2 separate regions of the Gossypium arboreum genome follow, and region 2 is linked to region 1. Evidence: chromatin contacts called from public Hi-C data. All regions are on one chromosome and are shown on one strand. Each heading gives the region's core, a stretch centred on a gene start, on an enhancer-like site or on the middle of the called end of the contact. The rest is flanking DNA. Distances are from core to core; before and after follow the strand shown.

The links. Hi-C and Micro-C count contacts between places; a contact is called where the count stands out from the background.
Region 2: a contact with region 1 is called in a Hi-C map of leaf, with 4 times the contacts expected there. The contact joins the promoter of LOC108466615 here to the promoter of LOC108482846 in region 1. A contact is called at or near these places in 2 of 5 Hi-C or Micro-C datasets (both in leaf).

What each region holds. Positions count from the first base shown.
Region 1 is chr10:14,752,755-14,758,076 of ASM2569848v2, forward strand. LOC108482846 reads right to left here and starts at 2,709. Exons shown (of 1, transcript XM_017785932.2): 1 at 1,535-2,709. The coding sequence starts at 2,320. The coding sequence ends at 1,760. LOC108487515 (egg cell-secreted protein 1.4-like) reads left to right here. Exons shown (of 1, transcript XM_017791875.2): 1 at 1-310. The coding sequence ends at 197.
Region 2 is chr10:15,224,631-15,229,952 of ASM2569848v2, forward strand. It overlaps LOC108466615, which reads left to right and starts at 3,138. Exons shown (of 8, transcript XM_053020582.1): 1 at 3,138-3,592; 2 at 4,376-5,322. The coding sequence starts at 5,097.

The sequences.
Region 1 (5,322 bases), core at 1,459-3,958:
TGTTCTTTGTTAATGGCCAAACTGACATGGGCCCTGAATGTTGTGGTGGCATCGAGGTTATCACGCGTAAATGTTGGCCTACCATGCTCACTTCCCTTGGTTTCACATCTGAGGAAGGCAACATCCTTAGAGGCTACTGTGATGCATCTTCTACTCCTGCTGCTGCTGCTCCTCTAGCCGCCTCGCCAGTTGGTTAAAGAAGGTGGCACTCTCAAAGTTCTGAGTTTTTATTTGTACTTTGTTTGGTGTTCCGCTACTGTTTGATATGTAATAAAGTTTAAATGAAATTAAACACTTGTCAACCATGAAATCGTTTGGTCTTCCTTAAGCTAGCTAGAATGCTAGATTACCTAGTAAAAGGAGAATGAGTAGGGAGTACCTAGGAAGACCTTTATAAAATCTACCACTCCACCCTCCCTAACAATTATAATGATTTTAATTATTACTTAATTTTTTTTCTCTTTCTTTACCCTGAAATTAAAATCAGATACCTAATACTTAAATTAATTCATTTTAATCTCTTACTAAAAAAATTAAATATAAAGAAAAGATATTATATTATTGTTTTTATTTTAATAGTAAAAATCATTTTAATTTTCATATTCTAAGTTTAAATTAGGAGGTAGATTGGAATGGAATTATGAAACCTACTGCCCTAGTTAAAGGACAAGGTTAGGGCATAGGCCCTTCTTTTAAAATTTCAAAACAAAAATAGTAAAAATTTAACTCAAAACTAATTAAGTACATTTTTATTGCTTTGTCGCCTTGCCAAAAAACCTAACCATCATCATTAAGTACATTTCCCTGGGGTATACCATTGGTCGGTTTTATCTGGCCGGTTCGATTTGGTCCATGTCGGTTTCGTCTGTTTGGTCAATAAAGGAGTCGGTTTTGAAATTGACCGACAAACGGGCTTATAATTTATAATATTTATTAAAGCCGAAGTACACCCAAAAAACTAACCGGCTAACCCAGTTTAAATTTAGCAAACCAATTGATCTTACCCAAAGACTTTAAAACCCAATTTTTTTTCTTTTTAAAAAAAGAGCCCTAGTTGTGTTTGTCTAAACTAAACAGAACAGAACCCCTAATTCCTAAATGTCTTCTTCTTGAAATAGAAAGAAAAAAAAAATAGCAAAGCTGCCCCCTTCGACCTTCGTTGCAATCCAGCGCCTGCGCCTGCCAGCCGGCATTCAACTTTGATCTTCCCCCTTATAATTTGGCATGCAAACATGACCAGCAAGATAAAGTATAGCTGAGATGTTTGTATGCCGCTTGAAAATGGTTTACAGGGACAAAAACTTGGGTTAATCGACCGAACCGACCAACTCGAAGTCAGTTCGATTAGATCGGTTTAGAAAACAAATTTCAAGATTAAATGGATGGTGTGCTCTAAATTCTAACGTTCAACACCTCAAAAGTAGTGGAGTCAAGCCAACTACGTTTAAAATCAGTCTTCCTTTTTATACAATAACCACTATCTCTATCCTCACCAAGAAATGCTGCTAGCAAACATACAAATTCGCAATCTACATTCAACATAAAAAGCAGATCTACTTTCATCATTAACAATTAAGCCTTTTATCCAAAAGACAAAAAAAAAATAATAATAATAATAAATTCAAGAATAATAAACATCATTTTTCAAGTTTTTCTTCTTGATTTAATATTGAGCCTCAAGAATCTAACCCAAGATATACACATAAAGCAATCAATTCCTCTTCTTAAACAACACTGGGGAAAAAATGATCCAAATGAATTAAAAACAAAGCAAGACAACTGTAGAAGAAACCATGAAAGCATAGATCAAGATAAGGAAACCAAAATGCAATGCCCAGTTTCTCTTGAACTTTGCAAAGTAAGTTTCAGGAGGTTCCTGGTAATGAATCTCGAACTCACCCTCTTCTCCAAACCCATCAACGAACTCGCCATTGTTAATCCTCATCTTCATTTCTCTAAGCTTATCAGTAGCCAGGCCAAGAGTCAGCTTGTGGCACCTTCTCTGGTACTTGAACCCATTGATGCACCTCAAGGTCTGGGCCACTGAAACGTAGAAGATAAGATGGGAAAGGGAAAGCAAAGTGATGGGTGCCCAACAATGGCGGCATTGGAGACGTGTGGACTGAGCTTGAGCCATGAAGACGAGGGCTAAGAAGATGAAGAAGAGCTGGAAAAGCTTGTGGAGCTCTTTCTTTTGGAGATCGATAGCTCTTTTCTTTTCCAGGGTTTTCTCAAAATGGAGCTGGATTATAGTGTTTAAGGCTTGAAGAGCCGTTTCCTTGGGGATGGTTTGATGATGTGTTGGCTCATAGTCCGCCATTGATATCCAAAGGAGAGAGATGAGAGGTTTGTGGGGTTAGGAGAATGAAGGCTAAGGCACTGAGCCTCGGAAAATCTGAATGAACGGTGGGTGTGGTTGGGATCTCAAGAAATGTGGTGGTGGTGGAGAGAGGGTTGGTTGATCTTTTTGGTAAGAAATCTGAATGAACGGAATGCAGGGGGTTTCATTGCTGTAAATTGTAAAACTGTAAACTTAGGATTCTTAGTTTATTTACGTTGCTGTGATCTGACATGCGACTTCATCAATTCCTAAGTTCTTACAATTAAACCCAAATATTTTATTCATTCAATTCAAGCACTATCTCTGAATTTAGGGTTTTTTTTTTTTAATTACATAAATAACAATTCAATCTTCCACCCTTGAAATCCCCTTTTCTTTATCAAAGTTTTTACTTTTTGGCCTCTACTAGGGAAGCTTGGTTTTAATGGGCTTTCCTTCTTGTATTTTTCTTTTCCTCATTTGTTGTAATTATTTTTTAAAAATAATTTTCTACCTATTGAACAAAGAATTTAATTTTTTATAAAATCAACTATAAAAACGATAGTAATGTTAATGAGGAAGAAAATTATTTAATCCGATGAAATATATGTTTTTCAATATAAAAAATTCTTTTGATGGTTTAGTTCTATACAACTTTAAACCATTTTAAGAGGTTTATCTTAACATTAGAATTTTTTTATAAATTTGATTAATTTGCAGCAATATAAAAATATAAGATATCAATGGGCTAAATTAGTAGTATATGTAAATTTTTTTAATATATGTCGATTTTTTTAATTGGCTTTTTAGGTTATTTTTTTTAATTTTAGGGAAATAGGTCTTTTTAGAGTGAAAATGTTAAAGCGCACTTAGCTAGACGCGCTTTCATACTCTCTCCTCAATATTTTTATTTTATTTTTTAAGGTTAGGGTTAGAGTTTTTTGAATTAAAAATTAAGGTTTTTTTTGTTAAGAATTAGGCTTTAGAATTTTAGGAGTGAAACTGTAAAAAGTTTATAAGTAGATTTGAGGGGTTGGGGATGCATTAATGTGTCTCAAAACACATACATTTTATATGTCATGTTGGGATAGGACCATTACCTCAGAAACCCATCTTACGGAAGTTAGGTTTCGGGGTGACAATGCTTGATACGGTCACAAGTCGAAGTCTAAGTGGAGGTCTCAGTCAGTGAACGTGATGTGGTCACGGGTTTAAGTATAACCGAGGGCCAGTTGATACCCATTATGCGGTCACGAGTTCAAGCTTTTTGGATACCCGCAAATGATGCGTTATATGTACCATACATAAGATTGAGACCATAATCATAAGGAAAAATGAAGGGATTTTTGGTGTAATCAACATAATTTTTTCTCTATTTCCAGGCAGTTGATATCTTTAACCTTTCATTCTTATCCAAAGGCTGACATCGAAGTAGGCACAAGAGGGCTCTCAGGCAGATAGTGGATGTTCCAACACAGTAGAGGTCAGACTCTGGTCGGTGTGACAACAATTGTAGTTATTAATGGGTTCTTTAATAACGGCAACTATTGTCACCTCGAAAGGAGCATTACCTTTACTGCACCGCAACAACATTGTCTACTCAAGAGTCCTTTTATGTCTACAGCAGTGCTGACTTTTGGATAAGAATGAAGGTTAAAGATACTGGCTGAGTGAAAATGGAGAAAAAATTACGCTGATTATAGCGGGAAGCCCTACAGTTTTCCTTATGAGTATGCCCTTAAACTTCTGTATGGTATTTATAAGGCAACATCTCTAGGTATTCGAAAAGTTTGAGATCGTGCCCGCATAATGACGATTAACTGGCTCCCTGTTATACTCCAATCCATGAACTCATCATGGTCTTCGACTGAGACCTCTACATAGACTTCTATCCATGATCATTTAAAACAAAATCACCCCAAAACCCAAGTTCCACAGAATAGGTTTCCAAGGTAATGGTTCTATCTTAACAAGATATATGAAATGTGTGCATCTCGGAGCAATATTGCATCACCAACGACTCAAGAATACTGCAAATCGAAAATTTTATTAGCGACAAAAATTTTAATACTGAAGTAAAGAAGAAACCAAGAGATAAAAATAATGTAAATTAGAGGGATGGAGGCCGATAGAGATGATGAATTTAGGAATGATAGAGCATATAGGGGAAGTCTCACTTTTGTAGGTGTGAGAGAAGGGTGAGATTGCAAAAGAAAAAAATCCTCGTGGCCAAAAATGCATTGCAGCACCAACGTTTTCATTAAATATCTGAAAAATGTGTTTCAAATATTACCCAAGATTCCCAGGATCAGGGTAAGATTTGAAACATGTTTTAAAGCATTGAACACCTTTTGAAGCATGTGTTTGATGAAATCATTTGATTTGTGAAGCACTTTTTCGAGCATTGAAGAATGTTTTATTATTATTATTCAATGAAAGCATGTCTTTTGAAATACATTTTGAAGCACGCATTCCCTCTCTCATCGTTCTATTTTGCTAATAAAATATCAAAATATTCAGAATTTAAACACGCAATAAATTCATATAAAACATTGAAGAGTTGCATTGCAAGTGTCGTCTTCATTTCTTTGGGTATCCATTTGAATTTTTTTTTTTGGTTCTAAATATATAATTTTTTTAAAATTAAAATGAGTTGACAAGTGAAATTCGTCATTTACTACGACAGTCAAATATGTAATAAGAAAATTGGGGTCATATTTGTAGGAGCTCAGTTCATGGAATTTGCTTTCAACCGTACCATTCAATCGTATGAGCTACGAATTAAAATTAGGAAGAAAGTAGAGGGTTCGAGCTGTGAAGAATTTCGAGCTTGCAATGTAGATATCTGACATCAGTTAACCCCTTTAAGTATGATCTATTTAATGTGAAAGGCGAGCTTGAGTTGGAGGCGATCATATCATCATATTGCTCAAGTAAAAATGCTATAATAGAGTTACATATCGAATCTGTCGATGCCGATAGAGCTAGTTCATCTTTGACCA
Region 2 (5,322 bases), core at 1,888-4,387, 470 kb after region 1:
AGAGTGACTAATTTGATGGCTGAAACCAAATGATAGGGTTAATTTTTGGTTTGGGAGAAAAGAAAGTGAAAGGAAAGAAGGTTGACAAAACTATGATAGCGCAAGAGTTAAAAAGAAAGAGAATAGAAGAAGGAAGATGTTATAAGTGAAGAAACAAGGAAATTAATTAATGATATGAAAGAAAGCAAATACCATAAATAATTGAAGGGCTGGGGGGTTTGTTGCCAAAACCACTGCCTTTTGTTTTTCCTTTTACCATCTTTCTTGCTCCTTTACCATTGGTCACAATTTTGGCTACTTTGTGTTTGTCTTTATATCTGCTTGGAATTTGACAAGCCACATGATTTTACACCTATACATACACATATATATATATATATATATATATATATATATAAAATATTAGTTTTAGGGTTCTAAATGAGTTGTAAATTTGATAATATTAAATACCCTAAAACTATATTATATCACATTCATTAAAGAAAAAGAAATTATGAAATAAATATTCTTAAAAGAGAGTGGTAATTTTAATGGAAATAGTTAGTCATTTTCAAAATGGGTGAAAGAATAAAAAACTTATGAATGATAAAATATAATGTCTAAATTTTAAGTGTAGTGTGAGTGAAGGACATATGGTATTGGTATAAATATAATACCATTATTTGGCAACCAACTTGATTTTACACCTATTTGTCTTGCATTTAAGTTTTCAAGATGATGTGAACTATATTGTAACTATCTCTTTTAATTAAACATTACTTTAATTTTCCCAATCTTCTGAAAAGATATCAATTTAGAAATACTAAATAATTTTATTAAAAATTAAGTCAATTCATTTTATACCACCAAATTGATTCCTTCACTTTGTCTTGATTTTCGCGATTACCACTGTAGGTCCCGATTTCTCATTTTTACTCCAAGTTTCCCGGCACTAAGCTTGAGGTGACAATAATATCTTTAATTTAATCACAAATTCTTTTAGGATGCTATATAATATTCAGGAATACATTTTTTAATTATTATTTAACTCTAGAGTCATAATTCAATTAGTATGTGCATTATTCTTCATATAAGAGAATATGAGTTCGAGTGTATTGAAGCGCATTTTTTCTTATTTATAAGTTAATGGGAGATTATAAATAGTTATATATATTATGTCAAAAAGAACAAATATGATCAAATTTTATAATGAAATTATTCAAAAAATTATTAATTAAGTTTTAACCACAAAAATGGTATTTAAATCATTTTCTTTTTCTCATGCTAGTATCTTAACTTTTTTTTTGTCATAAGTGACACTTATATTATACTTCGTTGCTTAAAGTGGTACCTAAACTATACTCCATTATTCAAAATACCCTAACCATTGTAAAAAGTATCTTAAGCAATCATTTTATGACATATGTCAAATTTTACCTTAAAAAGTTAAAAACAAATATTTTTTCTTTGAGTTTATTTTTAAAGACCTTATAAAATATTCATCTCTTTTTTCTTCATGCAAAAACTCCAATGAGAAAATTCAAGAACCCCAAACTCATCAAACCCAATATTTGATAACAAAATCCAGATTTTTGGTGATTTTCTTTTCCATTTTAAACATTGATGTTGATTCCTTTTTACCTCGATCCAAAACCTATATATTATTTTTTAAAAATAATTTTCTCTTCATTTCTATATACTTTACATAAATTAGATAATATTCTTTGAACCTTTATAATGAAAAAACTCAAATAAAACATGAAATTCAAATTCTGAAAAGAAGTAAAATAGAAAAATATTGTAAGAGAATTGCGGAGGAAAGTGGGGCCAGGGAGGGAGAGAGTGTAAAAAAATTGTAAAGTGTTAAATTTAATTAACTTTAATTTTTCGTAACTTAATTTAATTCTATTTTTTAACTTAAAGTGTTAAGTGTCAAAAAATTATTGGCTAACAAATTTTTTTGAACGGTTAGAGTAAATTGGGTAACAAAGCATAACTTAGGTATTAAAATATAATTTAAGTACCATTTGTGATAAAAAATTAAGCATAAAAAAATAGTATAGTTTAGATACCATTTTAGTAATTTAAGCTTATCACTTATAAATAATAATATATTAATATTTTTATTATCTTACTCGTGTTTTAATTACATTTTAAAATAAAATATAATTATCTAATTGAATTATCTATCCTGATAAATATTTTTAAAAATTAACCTAAACCTAAATATATATATATATATATATATAAAAACTGCAAACCAATTAAGGTAAACATAAGGTCGTAATTAAAGCAAACACTGTGGAATGAATGGAGCAATGGAATAGAGAGAGATGAAGCTAAGTTTGGGTGTTCAAATCGGTCCTGTAAATTTTTTAGTTAAATCTATCCTATATTATTCATATAAAATAAACAAATAAACAACCATGTGGATAGCCTTTTTTTTTCTTCTACCTTCTGTATTTATTGACATTAATTAATTCTGTTTGTTGTATTTTGCTGTTAATCCCCTCCTCATTCTATGAGTGCAAAAATAAAATAAAAAAATGTTAGCCAATCATAACAAAAATATTAGATCCATTGACACATTGAATACTTTTTTTTTTTTCGTTTGTTTGTGAATCAACGTTGCAGATGCATAATGTTTATCCTTCCAAATTCATTTTATGTTTCCTTGAAAAGAAAGATGTAATATAGAAAATAACAAAACAAAATCCTTTTTTCTATTGTTCATGGCATTTTCAACTTTTTTTTTTTCAAGTCAAACAACACATACACATCAAAGATATATATATATATATATATATAAATATATATATTGTTCTACCACTAGTGCAGCCTAAGGTTGGGTTATTATCCAAATCCTTTTCATCAGGTTATCATGAGATTTATTGACACATGAAAGGCTTCAATGGGAGTGGCAATGGTGGATTGTTGTAAACATAATCCAAAAAACTCCAAAAGTCTAAATCAAATAATGGGTTGGAAAATAATTTCTTTTAAAAAAAGGGAAAAAGGTGAAAATGGCGTGGTCTCAAGGCCACCCCATTTGCCATTAGCAAAGAAAGTGACACTGGGTTTTGGAAGCTTTTGATATTTTGCCGACTGGTTCATGCCATCACCCATATTTATCATCTCAGTTTATTTTCTTCAATGTCACCACCGTACAATCCCGTAATCAGAATCTTAGACTTTCTTACCACAAGCAAATAAAATGTCCCTCATGAAACTGTAGTGAACGAAAATGGCAAAGCTTGTTTGAGATTTTGGTGTAACTTCAAAAGCTATATACCTATATGTAGTAGAAGAAATGGAATAGAAAAAAGGGTCTTTCTTTCTTTCTTCTTCTTCCTTTTTTTTTTTTTTTACTTTCTTTCATTTTGTGTTCAATGATGACGTGATAAAAATCCCAAGATGAAATCTTTTGTTTTGTTGAAGATGGAATTGAAACCCCAGAATCCCCAAGTAAGAAAACCTTCCCCATTTTGATGATGATCTGGTTTGCATTAGGTACCAGCAACACCCCAAAAAACCCGGAATTTTGCTCTAAAATAAGACACAGACAGATCAAATTAGATGAGGGAAGCACCCAACACACTCAAAACCAGAACAGGTAAACTGAGATCAACAAAGCTACACTCTTCTTCATGTTCGCCTGTTTTTATCAAACTTAAAAGATAAACATAAAATCATCTGCTGCAACACCAAACCCAAGAGAGGGTCTGAATCTGAGGGTGTGTTGTTTTTGGCTTGCTGAAAATGAAACCAGCCTACCTATATGTTTTTAAACCATTTATGGTTCCGTTGCTAGCTCAGTAGAGACCCCTAGCCTCTGTAATTATATAGTTATTTTTTTAACTATTCTTTTTGTGCTTTTTTGGGGACCCTTTTCTCTTAAATAAGTTGAACTGGTGTTGTTGAGCCTATTGCTGCTAGTGTTGGTGTTTCATAGGCTGGCTAATTCCCACCATTTAATGCCCTTTCTTGGCCTTTTAAAACTCAGCCTAATTAAATCACATAACAGAACCAACTGTACTAGCTTTTAAAGGTTAAGTCTTTTTTTTTGTTTTTTTTTCTGAAAAAGAAAAATTTAAAACTTTTATTTACACCAATAATCTACGATGTGCAACTTACTTTTCACAACTTTTCTTTTTCTCTTCAGTACTTAAAAGCTGAATTGTCAGTTTTCTTCCTTCAGAATTCTGCTGTATCGGGGTACTAAGAATAATTTAGTCCTTATTACTATTACCATTAGTATTATACATTTTTAAATTCTAGCAGAGTTTCCATATTTTCATGTTCAAAACCTTCTTCATTTGGTGTTATGGAGTTTCCAAAATTTCCCCATTTCGTTCTGTTCTGCCATTAATTTTGGCTAACTTGTTGGTGTTTACAGATATTGTTAGATATAATCATCACCATTCCCTTACCAACACAAATCCAAGAGAAAAAAAGAGAAAGAGCTTTGTTGCAGAAAAAGCACAAGTCTAGGTTCTTGTTCCCCGAGCTGCGCCGCTTCTTCTTGTCGCTCGTGCGTTCCCGAAATCCCAAATCTCGAGGCCCTCAATGCCGAACCACACACTCTCTCTATAACCCATTTGGTTTTCGATTCTGGGTTTCTCTTCATATTTGCCCCTTCAAGAGTTTCAAGGTTTTTCCAAAGGTTTAAAATCGAGTTTTGAGTTGTTGAGCAACCCATGATCAAAAGGGGAGAGTCGGTAATAGTGGTTTTTTGGAAATTTCCATTTCTGCTTTTTGCATGGAACCCAAGGTACTAGCCTTGAAACCATTCAAACATTGGTCTTTGTTTTTAACTATTTGATTATTTCCACCATTCCGGGCCCTGGGTGTCATCATTTTTTTTAATGTTAATTGTATACTGGGATCCATATATGTTCAAGTTCTGGAGCATGCTAACAGGGGTTGTTGCTAATTTTGCTTTGAATTTTTGCTTTATCAATTGAGTTAAAACTCTTGTCTGTGAATTGGGGATTCAAAAAGGGTCTAGGAAAGTTCTTGGGTTGCTTAGAGGAATGTACTGAAAGAATTGGTTTTGATGTGGAACACTAGTCTTAAGAGTTGGTTTTGATGTGGAACACTAGTCTTAGTTACTAGTCATGCTAAGTTCCGAAGAGGGTGAAAATGATGTCTTCTTTGATTCTTTGGATTGCTTGTCGACCGAAGAGCCTGTTTTAGCGAAACAAGGATTAGAGTGTGGGAAATTAGAGTATGAAATTTGGATGAATGAACCTGGAAGTGTTAAGGAGCGGCGTGAAAGATTTCTTCACGGAATGGATCTAGTTGAGTTTGCAAATTCATCAAGGATAAAGGATTTGCAGAGGA